Linked DNA regions of Mus musculus: region 2 is linked to region 1. A link is a contact called in public promoter capture Hi-C data. All regions are on one chromosome and are shown on one strand. The core of a region is the stretch at or near the end of the contact, and the rest is flanking DNA. Distances in the headings are between cores, read along the strand shown.

What was found. Promoter capture Hi-C pulls out the DNA fragments that hold promoters and counts their contacts.
Region 2: a promoter capture Hi-C map of liver shows a contact between it and region 1, with 2.2 times the contacts expected there. The contact joins the promoter of Pced1b here to the promoter of Ano6 in region 1.

Annotation. Positions count from the first base shown.
Region 1 is chr15:95,789,303-95,793,303 of GRCm38.p6, forward strand. It overlaps Ano6 (anoctamin 6), which reads left to right and starts at 1,541. Exons shown (of 20, transcript NM_175344.4): 1 at 1,541-1,754. The coding sequence starts at 1,682. All of the region lies in intron 1 of A130051J06Rik (a long non-coding RNA gene), which reads right to left.
Region 2 is chr15:97,245,362-97,249,357 of GRCm38.p6, forward strand. It overlaps Pced1b (PC-esterase domain containing 1B), which reads left to right and starts at 1,746. Exons shown (of 6, transcript NM_172293.4): 1 at 1,746-1,803. Amigo2 (adhesion molecule with Ig like domain 2) reads right to left here and starts at 1,926. Exons shown (of 2, transcript NM_001164602.1): 1 at 1,612-1,926; 2 at 1-1,236. The coding sequence starts at 1,178.

The sequences.
Region 1 (4,001 bases), core at 291-2,790:
TCGGAAGATCCAGAACTTCTACATCTGCTGAGAGAACCTAGCAGGTCAGTGATGAGACCGGGTGGGTTGGAAGAAGTGGGTGGAAAGGCCTCTGGAGGCACTTTCTGAGGTGCATATAGTAAAAGGGCCACCCCAACACTGGCTATCTGTGGTTGCAGACAAGATGCTCACCTATCGGGCGGTCAGGTGAAACAGTGGCAGTAACTCCTAGGCAGAGATGAAGCGACCACTGTAAAAACTTTTAGTACCGGACTCAGCGGACTCAGCGCACGAAAATCGCCATGGCTAAATGAAGATGGAAACTTCCTCCTGCAACCCACACACCTCTGGAACCGAGAGTTCACTAAAGCCTTCCCTTCCCTTCTCAGTTCCCAGTCTGTCCTGAAGCCGAGTTTTGCTTCAGAGTCCCCCTGCTTCGGCCTCTGGAGGGCTGGCATTATAGGTCATAACTGGTATTACAGGTCGCAGATGGCATTTCAGGCCATAGGGGTCATTGCTAGCATTACTGGTCCCGGCCTCTCTTCCTCTCTCTCCCTCTCATAGTCTCCTCATCTTCTCAAGATCTCCAGAGTTCTGCACTTACTTTTCATGTTACAAGTAGTCTTCTTTGGTAAAAACCGGAGCTTAAGGAGCAAGGAGAGCGTCTCCTGGACGTTTTCTCTAATTTGTACTGTCCTTTAGTGCATATTCGTGATTAAATTCCTGCGTTATTATTGATCGCAATGTTTTTTCCCTTCAAGTGAGAACATTAACTATGAGGTTGGGACTATAGATAAGTGGAGAGTACTCCCTTAGCACGCCAGGGGTGCTGGGCTGGACTCCTAGCATCTGAGAGGCGAAAGAGGAAAAGGGTAAGAATATAAAAGAATAAAACACACAGTGGATGTAGTAGTGTCTTGTCATTGAACATTGACTAGGAACGGGCTCAGGAGGCAAGTGCTTCTCCAGGGAGTGAGCGACAACCCGGGCACTGCAGGGAAGCCACCATTCACCAGCGTCCTTGAGAGCAGCTGTGCAGACCCAAGGACTTGGTACTCCCGCCGCATCTGCGCCCCAGTCCTTGGGTTGTCAGGGCGGCATTCCTTCACTCTCTACCGTCATTTCCCCCTTTCGTTTCTTTGTCCTTCCTGGTACTACAGTTTCCCATATTGTCTTATTAAAGAGTTTACACGTAGCTATGGCGTGTTTTGTTCGGCCTAGTTCCGGGGCTTGGAGGGCACCCCGCGACCACTCCCCGCATGTGCTCCTTCGGGCGGGGGCACAGGGGCTCTCCGTGCGCACGTGTGTCGTTTTCCTCCCCCACACTAAGCGGGCACCTTGCAACGTCTCGTCATTCTGCAGATTAAAGACCCTCGTGAGCTCATAGAAGCCGGCCTGCCTCTGCGGCTGCAGCGCTCCCCGCAGGCGCGGCGCGGCTCGCCCGGCTTCTGCCACTCCCCTTCCCCCAACCCCCCCAGCCCGACTTCCTCCCAGGCTCCTCGCAGCCGGGGCGGTTTGATCTGGGGCGGGAGCGGCGGCGTCCCTCTGGGCATGCTCAGTCGCAGGCTGAGCAGCGCCTGCTGAAGCAGAGCGCGGGCGGAGCGCAGCGGGGCAGTGCCGAGAGGGCAGAGCGGAGCTTGCGGCCCGAGCCGAGCGGAGCCGAGCGGAGCCGAGAGCAGCCGAGTGACGGTCTCCGGGAGACATGCAGATGATGACTAGGAAGGTCCTGCTGAACATGGAGCTGGAGGAGGACGACGATGAGGATGGAGACATTGGTGAGTGCCGGAACCGGGGCCAGGGCAAGGGGGATCCGGGGCGGACGCCTCTGCGCGGAAGCCGAACCTCCCAAGCAACTTCGGGTCTTTTTCCTGCGTCCGCTCCGGGCGGTGTTTTGGGGGCCCCTGCTCCCGGGTTCACGACACACCTGAGCCGGATTCTCCGAGGCCACAGGCTGCGCCGCTGCACCAGCCCGCAGAGACACAAACAAAAGGGCTGGAGCCGCGGGCGCGGGGCAGGGACGCGGGGCGACGCCGGGCGGAGGACCGTGGCACGTTTCCATCAGGCCTCCTGGATGTCAAAATGTTCCCTCTCAAGGCCTCCAAACACTTTACAAAGTAAATTTAGGAGTTGGGTGTGGCTTTTCCTTCCTTTCAGGTTTTGCTCACAGACCAATCAAAGGAATTTGGTAACTCCCAGGTCTAGACGAACTTGGGAATTCCACGCCGCGATTTAGCCTTGGCCTTTCATTGTGACAGCGGTTTATCAGGCACTCCTCTTTGTGGAGAGAGCAAATAGTATTCCTTTTTAAGGAGAGGAGAAAAGTGTGCCCAGGTTAGCCTTCCTGGAGCCTCACACTGTCAAGTAGAAGTTTCTGATTTCCCAGAGTTGAGCAAGTTAAGGCTCTGCACCTGGCGGCTGATTGGGTAAAGGATGTAGGATGCTCTTGTCTCATGAGACTGAACAGTTAAGTGACCGTTTACATAAAATACCACCCACGGGAGCAGCGTTAAAAAGTTACACTCGTATTAGCACAGTTAGTTTCTTAGGGAAATATTCTTGTCTGTCATAGTGAGGCACTCAAGTGAGATCCAGCCGGAATAGAAATTGACATAAGCAAGAGGCTCTGAGTGTAAGCCCTTGCTGCCCTCAGATTTCAATTTAGAAAGAAAATCTAATTTGGTCTAGCCTCTGTTACATGATAGGCATCATAGGTTGTCTTCAGACCCTGCCAGTAGGCTGGCTTTGCTTTTACTGACCCATGTAATTCATGCTTGTTCCACGAAGTAAAACAGCCGATGTAGTTAACTACCTCTGCCTCTTCTTACTGTAGCCTCCAGTATTTAGATTCATACTTTAGATAGCAGACAGCCTGTTTGGACAGGCAACGTTTAAGCAGGTCCTGGCAATTTTTGGTTGTCCTTTATTGAATTATGAATTTCATGTGGATCATAGTTATGTTTTTGTCCCAGACGTTTTACCAAACCTATGAACGTTTATGTTACTACAGAATTATAAGCCTTCTTGAAGGTTTACTGAAGTAGGTTGATAGACTATTATGAACTAATTCTAAATCCAACAGTGGGAGAGGAGGCGCTGGTGAAATGGAGGACTGCAATTGAAACCTCTGCCTCCAATCTTGTAGTGTTAAAGCTCTTGGTTAGTCTCTCTCTTCGGGACTCCTCACTAGAGGGAGCGTTGTATAGTTGTTTAAAGCATAATCAGCGCCCATGTTAATTTCTGTTAAATTTTGCTTAGCTTTAAAATTCAGAGCAGGAAAGTTACTTTGACACGAGGCCCCAACGTCATCTAAGGCAAACCTCAAACAACGAAAGTAAACCATTTTAAAGTAGAAGATGTATCACGGAGGTGTTCCACCCGCGTGTGTGAAGCCGAGTCTTCTGGGAGGCCGGGTTGCCCGGCTTTATAAACAGTTACTTCAGGTTGTTGCTCGGTACTTAGAGAACTAACTCTGGCCGTTGTTCAATATTTAGGTACCGCTTTAGGTGCAGGAGTAGCCTCCTTGCCTGGCATGAACCCACATGGAGAATTGAAAATGGTATCTTTCCCATGGTTGTCTTCCTTGTTAAGTCGTGACCATCGGAAGTAACCCAAAAGGTGCAGTGATGAGTGAACCCATGGGGCACAGTTTTTTGTTTTTTGTTTTTTTGTTTTTTTTCTTTTCTTAAAAACTTGCTCAATTTTACCAAGGAGCCACAGAAGTCCTGTGTGGGCAGCGGTTGCAGAAGTGCCCTGGTGGAGATGGCTGTAACTGCAAGTCTCGGAAATGCAGAGTGGTCTGTCCTTGGCAGCTTTTGTCTCCACACTTTCCACCTCCAGTTTGTCAGTTGATTCAGCATCACTTCCTCTTGATTTAAAACGTGATATAGGACAGGTGAGATGACTCAGGGGGTAAAGGCACCCGCTACCAAGCTCCAGGACGTGAATTCAATCCCCATGGAGGACGTGAATTCAGTCCCCATGACCCACATGATGAAGGAGAGATTATTATACTTCCACATATT
Region 2 (3,996 bases), core at 496-2,995, 1.5 Mb after region 1:
TCGTGGGCGTGGGATCTGTTTATGGTGAAATTGCTCACGTTGATCATGATATCCACCGTCTCGTTTAACAGCCGCTGCCTGTTCATTGCGATACAAGAATATACCCCGGCGTCCTCAAAGCCAGGGTTCTCTATGACCAGACTTCCGTTGTAAAACACACGAAAGTTCCCCATGTCTTTATCTGGCTCCAGCAGCCTGTTATCGGGACCGACCCAGATGAAATCAGTATTTCCATTGCCAGTCTTGCTGTCACAGTGGACGATCGCCCTCTCCCCAACCTGAGCCTCGTGGATAAAGCCAAGTGCGTGGAAGGAGCCGTTGATAACGCTGTAAGAACAGTTCAGAAAGCTCTCCTGGAGCAGCTGCAGCTGGTGGGAGTGCCTGGAGTCAGACCACAGGCGACAGGTATAGTCATTCTTAAAATCCATCACGGAGCTAAAGTGCCTACGGTACCAAAAGATCAGCAACGAGTACAGAGAACAGTCACATACAAATGGGTTCCCGTGAAGGTAGATGCCTCTCAGCTGTCTCCCCGGCACTAAGTTTATATGGTGCATCGGTATGGAAGGGATTCGATTATAGGAAACATCTAAAAATGTCAGATCAGCCAGCTTGAACCTCCCAGTATACAAATCCATAGGGAACTGTGTGAGAAAGTTCCCACTCAGATAGAGTTTCTGCAAGTGGGAAAGCCCCCCGAACGCTGCGGGGTCCAGATAGGAAATGTGGTTGTTGTACAGCAGCAGTACTTCCAGAGCCTTCAGCTCTTGGAATGTGGCACTCTTTACCGACTTCAGCCTATTGGATGATAAGTCCAGACACTTTAAATTTGGGGTTGTGGAGAAACTGCCCGTGGAGATGCTGGTGATGTTGTTGTGGCGAAGAATTAAGGTGCTCAGCTTGACAAACGACACCGGGATCCAGTCGGCATCCAACAGTCCGATTCTGTTATAGCTCAGATCCAGTCTTTTAATCAGTCTGAAAAGGTTCCCGGGCACCTTAGATAGGTTTTTGTTGGTGCAGCTGACAATGTCGGTGGCACAGATGCAAGCAGTGGGGCACATTCCTGAGGCGCTGGGGCTCACCATCACTGCGATCACCAACAGACACAGCAGCTCTCTGCAACCCGGTTTGACAGCTCTAGGCAGGGTGGGCAGTGTGTGGAACCTTAACGACATTATGGTCGCCTCTGAGTCTCTTGCCAGTCGCTTCTCATCAGCTCAGTCTCCCACCAATCTGGTAACAACATTTAAAACGGGAGAAAAGTACAAGTTAACTGCCACTAGTTAACCCGTTAGAGTTATTCCGTAATTGCTTTCATTCCAATTAACTTTTGAAATGGGTTCCATCTCCAACAGGGGTGGCTTTTTAATAAAGAACCTGTTATATGCATTTTTCCTAGATTACTCCAACTCAGTGAGATTTCCAGGTACCTTCTCTCAATGCGACAGTCTCAGCATGAGAAACTCAGGCTTTTTTGTGTGTTTTTGTTTCTAAAGGATGCATTCTGCCTTAACTCCCTCCACCGACACACACAAAAACACACAATCGCATCCCATAAACAATTGAACGGAAATACTTAGCCAGCCGTCGGTCTAGCCGACCACTCACAGCGCTGGGAAGCCGCAGCGGCTCGGAGAGGCCGCCGACGGCGGTGCGCTCGGAAGGTCCGCGCGTCCGCCTGCCGGTTTGCGCCCCGCGCGCTCGCACCTTCCCTCCAGCTCCCGGTGGGCGGCAGCCTCTCAACTTTGGCGAGTTTCGAGGCAGCGGCGCGGGCTCCCCGGCTCTCTCGCTCGGCTGCAGGTACCGCCGGAGCTCGGCCGCGCCGGGAGCGGGGTGGGCGGCGGGGGAAGCCGGCCCGCCGGTGGCGCTCGCAGGCTGCAGGGCCCGGGCTCCCGCGCCCGCCGCCCGCCTTTTATCCCGTGCGCCCGGGGTCGGGAGCGGGCGGGAGGCGGGTCCCCGCGTCCTCGCTCCTCGGGCGCCGCGGCGGGCGGAGCAGGGGAGGGGGGGCGCAGCCAATCGCAGAGGCGGCCCCGTGCGGGCTCCGCGCCGCCTCTCGGCCGGGTGGGACCGCAGCGAGGCCTGCGACTCTGCACCCCCAGGCCCCGCGCCCCTCGCCCCGCGCCCGCGGGGGAGCCGCCCAGCCCGGTAGGGAGCCGCCCAGGGTGCCGGGGTGCCGCGCGCCGGAGCCCGCGGGCGGTGGCCCGCAGGTGGCACCCCACCCCGATCTCGGAGCCTGGCTTTAGGGGCTGGGGCGAGGGGCCTGGCGGGCGCTGTGCACCGGGTGCTTGCTGGGGTCCCCGCCCGGGTTTGGAGGAGGAGGAGGAGGACAGGAGCGAGGGCCGCGGCGCGTTCCCTCGGGCACCACCGGGGCTTTGCGGGGGGAGGGGGTGCGGAGGCGCCGCGGGGACGCCCCCCGGTTCCCTGGGAAAGTTCGAGCCCTTTTCCTAACTCGGAGACGGCGGCCCGAGGCACCGGGCCCAGCTCTAGAAGCAAAGGGGCAGGAAAGAAGGCTTCCGGTTGGAATGCACAGATAAGGGCATTAGCCTTTAAAAAAAATAAACAAAAAAAACAAAAACAAAAAAAATCCAGAGTCGCGCTGGCGGCTTCAGGACTAGGATTAATTCGGTAGGGGTGGCTACGCAGAAGGACTTGTCCCCTAGAGGCCCTACAGCCACCAGGGCTCCAGTAGACTGAGCTAGCATTCTCGGAAGGCACAAGCTGAACAAGGCCATGTGAAAATGAGGGAGAGAGCTTGAAGCTGGTGGGCTTTTCGATTACAAATCCATTCTTGTTTAAAGGCTTAAACGATGGGATTTGACTGAGCCAAGTGATCCATTTGGCCGTTGTGTACGGATTAAAAGAAATAAATTACTGTCCCTAAAAAACCATGCTAGCCACAGTAGAAGGGCTTAGGGAGCCAATGAAAGGTAGACAAAATTGGGGAGACAGTGAGGGCAGAGCACATGAATACAACTTTAAAAACCAAAATGATCCCCCCCCCCCCCCACGGCATCCTTAAATTTATCGGAAAACTTCCTGAGTGAGTTTTTGGCATGGATCTGATGGACCTGTGTGTTGCGTTAATGTGGACTGGTTCCGGGAGAGCTCAGCGATTCAGGGTTTTCAAGGGAGGGCAACTTGGTTCCTGTTAGTTTCACTTTCACTAAAGATTGACTTTTAAAACCACAAGCATCCAGCCTAGTGTGCTCCAGGGGTGCATTCTTCATTTCCCCAGAGAAATAGGTTTAAGATTCCTATCAGACCACACGCACACCCCCAACCCCCGGGCTTCCCCCAAGAAAACCTCGGGTTTAAGGCTCAAAGTCACAAAGCTGAGCGGTCACCTGGAAATGGAGTCAGGTAATCAAAGGAATGTTATTTAAATGACCAGTAAGTGACTGGGTTTTGCAGTCCTAAATGGAAGGAAATTGGGAAGCTGGTTAACCCGTGCTTATCACAAAATGATCTAAAATGGGTGGTTTTTTTTTTTTTTAAGAAGTGGAGAGTGGAAGTTATGCTATACCTGCAGGCAACTCTCAGAAGTATCTTGCCATCACCCCACAGCATAAACCAGCTGTACACAAACTCGCAGGGGGCAGGTCTATATAAGACCAGCTCTCTGGACTCCCATGCATGTCAAAGGCAAGAGAGGCATGAAAGGTGTGTGTTTACTAGCCTGGAGACAAGAAAGCTGACTTCAGTAATAGCAAAAGGTATGGCCTTACTTTGCGGAAGGTAATGTTTTTTTTTCAGGTTTATTTATTTGATAACCTTTATCACCTCATGGATCTCCACCATGTTAGTCAATGTTCGGTTGCTATAACAAAATACCTAAATGGGGCGCCTTTCTCAAATGAAATTGAACCCACAATTATAGAGATTGGCTGTCCAAGGTCATACCTCTTGCTCAGTCCTGCCTCTAGAGGAGAACCCACAGGGTACTCACAGCAGGGTGGATGGTTGAAGAGTAAGTCAGGGAGCAACATAGAGGCA